Linked DNA regions of Gasterosteus aculeatus: region 1 is linked to region 2. A link is a contact called in public Hi-C data. All regions are on one chromosome and are shown on one strand. Each heading gives the region's core, a stretch centred on a gene start, on an enhancer-like site or on the middle of the called end of the contact. The rest is flanking DNA. Distances are from core to core; before and after follow the strand shown.

The links. Hi-C and Micro-C count contacts between places; a contact is called where the count stands out from the background.
Region 1: a contact with region 2 is called in a Hi-C map of skeletal muscle, with 5 times the contacts expected there. The contact joins two enhancer-like sites. A contact is called at or near these places in 3 of 6 Hi-C or Micro-C datasets (skeletal muscle and tail fin).

What each region holds. Positions count from the first base shown.
Region 1 is chr9:10,543,383-10,549,391 of fGasAcu3.hap1.1, forward strand. It overlaps prkcaa (protein kinase C, alpha, a), which reads right to left. Exons shown (of 17, transcript XM_040186977.2): 9 at 2,419-2,562; 10 at 2,139-2,312; 11 at 1,025-1,116; 12 at 708-770; 13 at 308-446. Among protein-coding and RNA genes, the nearest start is that of LOC120825718, 28 kb to the left of the region's middle. Within about 2 kb of position 3,784, at least 2 of the 9 cell types and tissues checked have open chromatin away from gene starts, as enhancers often do.
Region 2 is chr9:10,498,593-10,505,232 of fGasAcu3.hap1.1, forward strand. LOC120825718 (voltage-dependent calcium channel gamma-5 subunit) reads right to left here. Exons shown (of 6, transcript XM_040187506.2): 6 at 3,522-6,002. The coding sequence ends at 5,739. Among protein-coding and RNA genes, the nearest start is that of LOC144383199, 11 kb to the right of the region's middle. Within about 2 kb of position 3,084, at least 1 of the 9 cell types and tissues checked has open chromatin away from gene starts, as enhancers often do.

The DNA of each region.
Region 1 (6,009 bases), core at 2,534-5,033, 45 kb after region 2:
GAACAAAAACCAGCAGGTATCCGTCTCGGCAAATTGGATTGAACTTGCTTGGGAGAAAAGCCGGTGGGAAACACTGAGACACCAGCTTGTACGGTTGTGTTTGAACTTGCCAGCGGACGCAGTAGACGTCTGTCACACTAGTATGCTTATGTCATGAGAGAGCGCTCGTGTGAGTGTGTTCATCCGTCCCGAGGCAGTAACCTTAATCTGGAGCACAAGGGTGACGGAGGCTCAGACCAGACAGTGACCGAGACGACCTCATGCATCAGGAAACAAGCACGCACACACATCTCTCGCTCAGCCTTACCTCTGGGGCTATGTAGTCGGGAGTGCCGCAGAAGGTGCGTGTGGTCACTCCCTCGGCCATGTTCTCTTTACACATGCCAAAGTCAGCAATTTTAATGTGTCCCTCCGAGTCCAGCATCACATTGTCCAACTTCAGATCCCTGGGGAGGCCCACAAAGAGGCTAAATATCCTTGAAGATGTTGAATTTGCTGTTCAAATGTGTTTCAGAAGGTGGCTCTCAATCCCAATCCTAAATACCACTATTTTTACACTGTTTATTACAGTGATTAAACAGTAACTCAAGAAAGAGCTGATAAAAAGATTACGGCTCAAAAATAATTATTCTATATCAACGGCTATCGGATTATTAGTTTAAACGCAGCGGCGGAATTGATTGATGCATGAACTAATTGTTACCCACCTGTAGATGACTCCTTTAATGTGCAGGAAGAAGAGACCAGCAGCGATCTCTGCGGCATAGAACCTGCAAAACATAAACCACAGACCTTTAAACGCAAAGGATCTTACTTTGTTGCGATCCAAGAAGAATTACTTACAGAGCGATCATATTACTGTTGGAGCTTACTGCTTCAGTAACAACGCAGCATGGAATTCTATTATTCACCTTGCAAGCGCTATGAGGGTTTTTAAAAACAAAAGTAATGATTTTCTCAAACTAAAACAAACATAGGAAGTCTATTCGAAAGAGCAAAATGATTCACTAAACAGTAGTCTTACACTGCCTGAGGTTCCTTGAACTTGCCAACTTGTTGGATGTGGTACATGAGGTCTCCGCCATTCACGTACTCCATGACAAAGTACAGACGGTCCTGTGTTCAAACACGTGGGAATAGAAGAGAGAGTTTAAGGAGAGGGGCAGGGATCGTTTTGCAGGAAAATAAGCATTAAACAAAAGCTGTGAAATTACAAACGATTTGTATATATACTGCATGTGCTCCAAACGGAGACATAAAACTCAGTGCTGCAGCCGACCGTAACCTCGCTGTCTGAGTCATTCTATCCTTCCTAACACACATTCCGCGACAAGGTGACCTAAAAAAGCCACGACAAAGAGCTTCACGGAGAAAGGAAACACTCAACACGGACATCTGTCAAGGCGCATTCTCTCTGTCTGGTACCGCTGGTCCCTTACTGCCCGTGACGCGTTTGGCCTTGAGAGTCGCTCACTAGCAAAACACAAACAAAACACCTCAGACAGCCGCAGAGCTGACGGAAGGTTTGACAAAGCTGATCTGATCTTGGACATTTGAGTCTCTAACCTTCACACTAGAAACACTAATTATGCTAAATATACGTATGCACAAGACCGGACTGAGGCTGAAATGACTTTTCTGTAGCATGTTACAATAATGAAGTTCATATAAATTCATGCATATTTGTGCACATTTGATATTGGTTCATATTTTAGTTCATTTTTTTCTTGGAACTGTGGTCATACAACAGTGAAGGTATGTGTGTGCTAGAAATACACATATTACCGTACAATTACATGTTTCTTTACTCATACAGTACGTGCTCTGAGGTCCTGTAGTCTGGTTTTGGGATGACTCACAGCAGAAATGCTTTTGTATAAACACACAAACATACACACACACACAGACACACACACACACACACACACACAGACACACAGACACACACACAGACACAAAGCACAGCCGTCTAATTAGGGTCTGTTTGTTTACATTGTACTTGTCGTACACGCCCTCTGCTGCTCTCCACAACCCTTCACGACTAAGCCGCTCAGCCAAAAGCCCCGTGGTAATGTAATTGGACCTGACCTGACCCAAATGACATTTTCCTGATGTGTGTCAGGGAGTATTTCACCTACCACAGTCTGGAAGCACGAGTGCAGTTGTGTGAGGAAGGGGGGCTTGTCCTGTTGCGCCAGGACTCTCTTCTCCACCATGGTACATTCCACGTCATCGTCCTGGATCACCACGTCCTTCTTCAGGATCTTTATTGCATACAGCTCTTCTGTGGCCTTCATCTCCGCCAGCATGACCTTCAGAGGGACATTGGGAAAAGATCCCAGCCGAGTTCAGCCTGCTGTTTACGCGCTGCTTTCGCTTGCTTTGTGGCCACGAGAGTGTTTTTATTTTAGGCCTCACCTTCCCGAAGCTCCCTTTCCCGAGCACGGCCAGGAAGGAGAAGTCGCTGAGTTTGACTTCGTTCAGGCTGACAAAGGGCGGCTGGATGGACTGGCTGCCGTCCGCCTCTGTGATCCCCTTCTTACCAGGGCCCAGCTTGGCTTTCTGCACTCAGGGGACAAAGCGAGGTGTGTATAAGATGTGCAGCTTTAAAAAAGACTTTGAGTGACACACACACACACAACAAAAAGGTACAGTGAGTTGCTCAGACAAGATGACAAGTTCCTGAAATCATAAGATGTTTTATAAGTTATTGCATGAAAAAAATGTAGAAGATACTGAAACAATGATGTACTTGGATGGAGCTCCTTTGGGGGGGTTCCACAACAAGTGAGAGAATGTCACCGGCCAACGGATAAAATAATGTTTTCTTTTTACACAAGATATTATATATAAATACCACCATTACGTGTGCTCACACACTCACACTGTGCTTACTCATTTTCATAATGCACTGACTGATAAGCAGAATTTAAAATGAATAGAGTGAAATAAGTCTGTGGTGCCATTGTGGAGCATTTACACACACAAATAAAGGCTACAAACAATTTGAGTGTACTGAATTGTGGCAAACGAGAGAATAAATGGACGTTTCTTTCTACCATGTTGTTCCTTTATTGACTAATTAACAGCATTGGCTCTCACCAAACCATGTTAAAATGTATTACAAGTTATTTGAATTAATTGTAATCTCTGTACTGATGGTTATTATTAGTTTAAAGGAAAAGTGTGAACGATGACAAACTGTTACATTAAGTAAAAGCAACATAATCTTTTTGGTGATTCATATTAAAAACTTGCAGCTCAGTCTTAAAACATTTAAACAATACATTTATGTTTAAGGACAGTTTTTATTTTGTGATTACATGTAACGCTAAAGGCAAATCATGAAAAGAGAGCACCTGCGGTATTTTCCTTTTGAAAGCTGGCTGTGAGAGTGATGAAGCTGAAGATACCACAGTGAGGCCTTGCTCTGGTACAGCATGTCCGCTCCAGAGAAGTCCTTCATGTCCACTTGCAAAAATGCACACAGATTCTCTTCTATTCACTTCATTCATGCCCACGTCATGCGTAACCTCCCAGTACGGCAAGATGCTCCGACAAGAACAGTGCACCACGCTGTACAAATACACAACTTCATGGCAGACCGAATGCTAAACAACAATCCAATATTTTGAACCTCTCTTCACAAGAACACGACCAAGATTACCATGTCCAGTATTCACAATCCCAGGGTGAAAACACAGATCCAAACTCATGCAGATCCATCGACACCACAGATGTAATCTACACCCACATGCCGCAGGGAGCTTGGCTTGCGCTTCACTTTTGAAATGTTTAAATTGGAACGAATAGCAAGGAAGCCAAACCCCTTTTGAGTACAGTCATCTCACCTTAGAAAGTAGGCCAAAGGTCATTTAAGCATTCACTACACTACACGTTGACAAAAATCTGTGACTCTAATCCCAAACAAGAGTTTTCAGGGTTGCATCATTAAGGAGGATTCATTACAAACCCAATCCAGACTACTCCACACTATTCTGAATTAAAAGACCTTTAACAAGGGCAGCTTTAGTTTGGTTAATGGCATCTAGCCCCGTCTGCCGCAGGGCAAATGCAAAGCAGAGCAGACCGCACCAGATCACAGCACATCTGTAAGCTTGAGCCGGTAAGAAAGGGGCTGGCCAAGCCGAGCCAGGGAGAAGGGAGGGAGAAGGCCCGACCTCACTGAGTACAAGTGTTTTTTACACGCTGGTAGTTGAGGGCAGATCACACACACGGGTAAACAAAGATGCAGAAATCATATTTAAACACAAAAGGCGCTTTAACCCTTCGGAATAATTAGATTTAAAGTAGATCACAACGTCACTCAGTATTGGTGGATCGGAAATTTCTCCACAATCAATTCAGCTCCTTAGTAAAGATACTATTAACGTTTATTTTACTTCACAAGTCCCAGTGGGCCCGTTTCAGGTTTTAGTGCCTCGTGTTGCCTCTTAAAGAAAACTTCCATGAATGCAGAACTCTGTGTCAAGAGAGACTAGGATCAATATATTACACAATTGAAGTAGAAATTTGAAGCTTAGAAATGAAACATAATGCTAAGTTCAACAGTACCACAAACACCATGTGCATTATTCCAAGTGAAAAGCATACCTGTACTCCACCAAGGAAACGGTATGAAGAGTACAAAGCAAAAGGAGAAATGTGTCATAGAATTATTGCTGCCTTCAGGTAACCTATGATAATGAATGACTCTGTAGAGCCAGTGACTGTTTTTTCCTTTCTGGAATACTTTAGAAAAACGGCGGCGCAACAACGCCGTAAAAAGAGGACCCGTTCCCCAGCAGGTCAATGACTTCCCAATTTCAGGGATGTTAAAAAATAAGATGTTCCTTTGCAAGTACACTGATGAAGGCCTCGTGAATGGCACGCAGGCACAGCACCCCTACACACACACACACTAAACAGTCACACACACACAAAACAGACACACTAAACACACACACAATTGCTCATTGCCCCGATAAGGAGCCTGGTATTATTTATAAATTCAATACTGACATCTAGTGGTCAAAAAATTCGCCAATGTGAAGTATTTTTGTTGTTCTTAATTCCAGTGAATCTAAAAATAGAGAAAGTTGGAGAAGTGGTACTTCTCGGGACCAAAAATAAGTGTCTATTGGATGAAACATTTTTTAAACAAGATAAATGTTTTTATCTGATGCTTGATAAATGTAAACAGGGATATATGATATAATTTCCTATATAACGACCATAAAAAAATCTTTAAAAAAAATAAGTACTGATTTTGTCTTCTGTGTAAGACTGAAATTATTGTCTACATTTTCTATTGAAAACAATAAAATCCCAATAATGCACAAAGATGGATGGAAAACAAAAAAAAAAATGAAAGAAAATGATTTTAGAAATTAAAACAATAGAATGTTTCACATCTCTGTCTTAACGAATATGCGTAATTTTGCACAACTATTTATATGTATTGATTACTCAAACTTTAAATCACGGTTGATATTTTTGATATTTGTTTGAGAGAGTCAATAGCGAGCTTTGTTGTAGTAACACCCAAGACAAGCATGAGTGTGTGAGCAGGTTATAAGACCAGCTGTTGAACTCTGACACACAAACCTCCTATTTGGTAAATATTATGTACTTGTGCACCTGCTGCTATGACAACTAAATTCAGGGAGGTGAGAGAAGGTCGGGCGCTTCCCTGACATTATCAACACTCCTATTCTTAACTAGTTAATTTAAGCACCTCTGATGGACAGAAGAGCTGCCTCACTCGCAGCAGGCCGGACAATTCAATGCAGAAATTGAATGAAGTCAAAGGCAACAGTGTCTCACCAGCGGCCTCCGCTCGAAGAGTCTCGTACAGTACTGTGTGTGAGTTTGTAAATGTGTGTTCGGGAGGCATTGGAGAGGAAGTAATGTGTGATTTACTTACGATTATGGAAACTCAAGTACTGTTCATCCAATTTTCCTTTCGAATCATTATTCGAAAGTTGTTAGGGTGACGATCATCACTGA
Region 2 (6,640 bases), core at 1,834-4,333:
TTATCTCCGCCATTTCACTTTGAGATGAGGTACTCGTCTGCTCAGACACCCTTGAAAGGTGGGTAGCACAGATGGAGGGGACGGAAAAACTGCGGGGCCTACTTTCCAGCTGTCTACCTTCCCTCTCCCATCTGACTGCCTCCCCTCGCACATCCAAGAGGGTAACTAATGGCTTAGCACGTACAACCTGTTTTAAAGCTCTGCGGAGATCTGAATCATTAACATGTTCCACAAACTGATCTCTCAATAGAATGGCAGAGTTAGGTATAGCCTGAGGAGCATTCCTCATGATTTTTTCCATAAGCTCAAATAAAGCATGAGAGTAGTCCTGCAACGACTCACCCTCTAGCTGTTTTCTGGAGAAGAAATCCTTCTGTAAAGCAACATAAGACAGTGAACATCCATACACTTCCTGCAGTATAGTCAAAACCTTCTCTGGATCCTCACGATCTTGCTGGGGCCTATACTTGATCTCATCTTTGGCAGACCCCTCCAAATGATCGTAAATGAAATAGGCCTGATCTATGCGAGCTAAATGCCTGGCCCGCATGCTAGCACAGACCTCTTCGACCCATTCTACCACTCCTATACCCACATTCCCCCTAAACATGGGGCACTTCCTTTCTCTGGGGATGTAGAGTAGGCGTTCAGGCGCTGCCCCTGGGAGACCAGCAGATCCAGAGGGGCCAGGGAGTTCAGAAGAGCCAGGAGTCAAGCTTGCTGGACGTGCTTGCGTTGCTGAAAGTTCTTGTGAAAGTTGTTCATTTTGAGCCCGGAGTTGAATCACCAAGTCCCGTAAGTCCAGCTGGCCTTCCTCCATTTCTATAGACTTGGGTGGTTTTGGCACCTGGGAGCCAACAGGGATACAGGTTCCTCTTCCTCTTTAAGAAGAACCTTTGGCCAACTGCTGTTTTTGCCCAAAAAGAAATAAATAGTAAGCTATCCGAAAAATATACACATGGGGGTGTCCTACATAAAGCAACTGTCAGAAAAGTGAACTAGAAGGACACGTCTCTGCTCTAAAAAAAAATAATAAAATAAAAAATAAAAAGAGTCCTGCCAGCAACGCCAATTTGTAACCGGGGCGGCCGTTCGCCTGGTCACAAGGGTGACAACGTCACTTTGGGGCTCTCACCCAAAGTATATCAGTTGTAATGAAAAAGAAAGGGGAGCAGAGAGGTGAAGTTCCAGTTTTGTAACAATGTTTTTTTTATTTACAAGTAGGTTTAATATTTAAAAGAAAAGGAATAATCAATCCAGAAACATTGGTCGGTTTTATGGCAAGATATAATCTATGCTTTAAAAAAGATTACTATACTGGGGTACCCTACCAGTATAAGGTGACTACTTGAGGCCCACCGGGGCGGGGGAGTGAAAGGGGACAAGGGGGCCACCACCAGGTCAAAGGGAAGAAAACACAGCAAATCAAAAGGAATTAAAACACAGCAAACAAACAAAATAAACCGAAAGGGCCTTCCACCTCGTGAGCCACCCCCTGTAGGCCTACTATATGCCCACCTGCACTGGCATTAAAGGGACCCCCAGTATAGGGCGCAGTAATGGTTGTTCATGTAGGACAAAACAAAGAAAACTAACCCAGAAAGAAAACAAATTCGCAATTCATAATCAAAGATACTATATAAACCGGGTAACCATAATCTATTTTAAATCAAAGGCAAAAACAGCAGTGACCAGGCTCAGTGTTGCACCACCTGATCATTTCCTGTATAAAAGAAAGAAGGTAAATAACGCCAATAAACATTTCACTGCTAAAAAGCATATTAAAACATGAAACAGAAAACCCCTGACATACCTCTAGATTCCGCTCAAACCCATCCGCACGTGGCGAGTGCTGTGCCTATGCCGTGGGAGACCTACAGCAAGCCCCCCTCTAGCTCTAGTGGGGCAAAAGCTCCCATTTAAAGAGCACCTGGTCACACCTGTTAGGCATCACCAATTAAGGTGGTGTAGCCAAACAGGCAGGGGGGGGAGGGGAGAACTCTATCTGATCTTCCACATGTATCCTGAACATTTAAAAGTAAAGCTGTAAATGTTTGCTTCTCTTTATTCTACATCCGTCGAGCTTTAATGATTTATTCCACAGTGTACGCCAGACGAAGCCAATCCCAGGACCATTTTCTTTAATTTACCAACAATCAGCTTTAAATGGAAGAGGCGTGTGCAAACAATCACGGTCCGAATGAACAAGATGTGTGTTTTTAGTGCGTGCTATCAACATCCGTCAAGAGTCCCTGCCGGTTTTTCCGTAAATCCGTATTCGAGTTACAGCTACAAAATGAATTTTAGCGACATCGATCTGTACCTTGTTGTTGTGTGCCTGCTCCTCCCCTAATGACACTATTGTATTTGGGATTTTAGTGTAGTATTGGAGATCTGCCAGCATTAATGGGACGGTCTACAAACAGGCAGAGCAAAGATTTGCCTTTTCTACAATCCATCAGGGAAACAGAGAGATGGAGAAAAGAGGATGGAAGACATGGGAATACTGAAGGAAAAGGCAAGTGAGGGATGTGTCTGTGTGTGTGCATGTGGTGGTGGGGAGGAGGAGGGGGGGGTCATATATTATTCATGAGCTTTCTTCCTTGGTCGAGTAAGGCTGTACTCATTTACCATATGTTGTAGGATTTTGCCATTGTAATACTATAAGACTATAATTTTCCCCAGATTGAAGTCATTTGGTTTCATAGAGTATATCAGTGCACTGGTTGCATAATGAAATGTAATTTATTTACCAACGGTGACTCTGGGTCAGTGTTGACACTTTCCCTGAAGCAGACCTACAAAATTAGCACAATGAATGTGAGCAGGATGAACTCAATATTATCTAATTATTGTTTCTTTACTCATTTATATACACATGGCCACATGTCACACGTCTTTGCGTCCCGGCAACTGTTGCTTTTAGAATTTATTTTACAGATACTATTGACTATAGAGAAATAATACATGTAGAACACTTTTTAATTGGAGGAGATAATCAACAACACAGAAAAGGGAGATATATATTACCTATTGCAAATCCTCAAATATAAGGTACTATCTGTATATGATAGATTCATTACTTGTCATCATAACTCCATAATGATTCCTCATGGGAAGCTGTGTGTCTCCACAGGAGAAACACTAGATGGTGCTGATGTCAAAGGGTAGTTGCTTTGTTTCTTATACAGCAGAACAGGGACATAAGGTTTAGATTATATAGTGCAACAATAAATGTCTGTGTACACGCACATAATGTTGGGGGGGATCCCTCTCCTCATGGTTTATTCCGTAGTCGTTTTAGCAAATGATAAATATAATTATGTTTGGTTTATATTCTTTTTTATATTGAGGAATGGTGTGTCCTTTTTGGAGTTTTTAGTGATCTGTTACTGCTCAGTGATCATCGTTCATTCAATTTTCATGGGTAGCCTGTATAATGTATACACTTCGCAAAGTATATAATTGGTATATATTTAATGCATTTTATAGATAAAGTCGTTTGGGAAGAAACAAGCTTATTGTTTATCAAATTCCATTAAACTTTATTTTATTTAGTATACATATTTTATTGGACATTTAAAACATGAAATTTGACTTATTGTAAAAATTCAAAGAAATGTACATTTCATGTTTGACAGTGACACCATTTAAATACTTAACATTTAGGCTTAACATCATGCAAACGCTTACCTTTTGAATGTGATATACGAGGCAAAGCAGCAGTTGCAGATTAATCTACCAAACAACAACAAAAAACATTTTACAGGTACGTCCAATGATAAAATAATTAATTTATATACCTGCAGTAGTGATTTCATATTTACAGCTTTTAAAATGAACCAAATAAAGACCGTATATGTGCCAAAGTAGAGTGAGCGTGTATTAGTTGTATGTCTGTTTGTTGGTGAAACGTACTGCAGGAGGAATACCAAGATCCAGTGATGTTGCATTCCATTAACGCAAGTTCACACCATGCAACAATATATACAATTGACAATTATACTTTTAGTAATATAACAAACTAACATAAGAATGCTGCACCAGACAAAATGCTCTGTATTTACTCACGGAACGCTGCATGAAATGCATATAATCAATACTGGAATTGGGAAAACTCTTAACCCGGATACAACTTCTTCCTTGGCACACCAAGGACTGCAGTAGATTTGTAAAACAAGCATCTAAGAATACTCCAAAATGGGAGGGTTAGAAAAATATGCATTCATAATTTGGGGTAATACTCAGAGATTTATTTTACTTTATGCAAAATAAATCTCAATTTACAGTGTTTCCTACAGCCCCCTTTACATTTACAATGGCTCCTTATCAAAATAGTCAAAGTAGTCCCTAACTACTTAACTTTTTCACATTCTCCATCAAAACCTTCAACACTAAGGTCCAAATACTGTCGTTGGCCACCTGTTATTTAGCAAATAATATATATAGTATTATTGTTCTCAAATTTGAAATTTTATCAATGACATTGTGGTTAAATAAACTTGTTGAATGTATTCACTTAAGACACTGTATGGATACATAAGGGTTACTCCCATCGGTGTTGGTTGAATTACAGATTTAAATCAGTCATGTGTTTTTTGTTAATAATGGGTTATGAGAAAAATGTACGTATTGTTGTACGCGTTTTGGCTGTTTAGAATATATAAATAATACACTAAAATGATTAGTACAAGCAAAAAAAGGTCTTTTGGCGTCACTACTGAGTGTAAACTGCTAAAAGGATCTAGTAAAGAATTCCGCAAGAAGAATTTCAACCCCATATGATGTTTGTAAATGAAAAAGAAAGCTTTTGTATCAGGTTAAAACGTTACAGTTATCCCAGACTACATCAGACTTAATGGCTTCTATGCAACCTGCAACTGTTTGTTTTTAAATCTGCTTTGGGAATCCTTGGGAATAATCTGCTTGAATGGTTGGAAGTCACATTCATCATGCGTTTCATAAACTCTGCCTATTGAAGTCTGAAACAGCTGTCATGTGTCTGAGGAGACAGTAAGATATGACTAGTGCCGTTTTCTGCACCAACGGAGGCGAAACAACACAGACGGGACTTTAACATTTTCGTTCCAAACTTAATCCAAAACTAAAGTCTGCACTATTGGTCCAGTGATCAAATGCTTGAATAGAGGAACGTTTCTGTGACTCTGACATTCAACATTCTAAACGTAGAGTCTCATCATCAAAGTGATTTCACTGACGGGTTTCAGCTCTCAGACTGAAACATGCAGACTTGACATCCATCGCACAGAGTTGCTCTCCAGTCGTAAACGCTCCTTATCTGCAGTCGTGTGGTGTGTACGCCTGTCAAGAATCTATCAGGATTGTAGTAACACTACAAGCAAATACTAGACACGCTCACTCCGGCTCTGGGCTGGTCTAGCTACTCGGCTAGTACTATTTCAGTAGGTCCACTGCTTAAAACTAGAGAAAAACAGCAGACTGGTTAAACCCTTTCCTTTCTCCCCGAGAACAAAACAAAGCTCAGAATAAAGTGAACTATCCAACCCACAACTTAAGTTCGGTTTCAAACAGAAGCAGAAATGATGAATAAGAAATCTGCAGCGGTGAGGGTAGAGAATCAGGTCTAAGTCAGGACACTCGAGGAAGGGAACGATTTAAGCAGGATAATATTAAATTATCTGAGAATTTTACTCCAAAATCCAGATAGATAAATAGGACCCGCACAGTGCTAACACAACCACTGAAACACCTCTGCCTCAGCACGGCGAGGAGGACATTTGTTCATACTCTGGACACTTGAGGAGGGCTGGGTAGTTGGAGGAGTTCATCTGGACGGAGGCCTCGGAGGAGATGGCGGATGCACTGCGACCACGCCCGGCCCAGGCGTCAGGGTGGAGGAACTGGCCGGAGTAGTCTGAGCAGTTGCTGAGGCGAGGCTGGTAGAAGCCCTGATGGGGCCGGTACATTTCCTCTGCTGTGTAGCGCTTCATGAACAGGTACACGGACATGACGCCTGCAGCCTGGCGGGGAGAAGAGACTAGTTATTATCCAGAAACATCCGGTTATATCCAGGTCACTTTAAGCAAACGCATAACCAAAAAAATAATTGCGATTAGAGAACTGTTGGTTGTTGATTGATGAGAAATTGTTTCCTGCCTCAGACCATCATTCAAAATCCCAAACCCCATAAATTTGAATGTGGGTTTATTCAAATGTGGATCTTCACATTTCCTGTTTTCTAAAGGATATCCACTTCACAGAAAAACTGTAATCCACATTCAAACTTTTGAACTATTCACTTTTATGACTACAAAATATTCAAACGAATAGTGAATGACCAAGAATCAATAGCAGACCCTCACTGAAAAGCTGATTTAAAGACTTGGCCTAAATCGAACCATCCAACCACCAATCATACTTAAGGAATTCTAAGACATGATGTCTTTTAGGACTATCTGTTACAACACAAAACGTTTTCTGATGCATTCCTCACTCAGAGTAAACCGTGAATATCAGAGACAACCTCACATCATACAAATAAAATATTAGAGCCAACTTGTTGGACAAGGACAAAGAACAAGCCTGGGACCCTTATAAGAGAAAATCTGTCTCAATACAAACATCCAGGCGTCGTCCAGGTGTCAAGCAGAAACAAGCT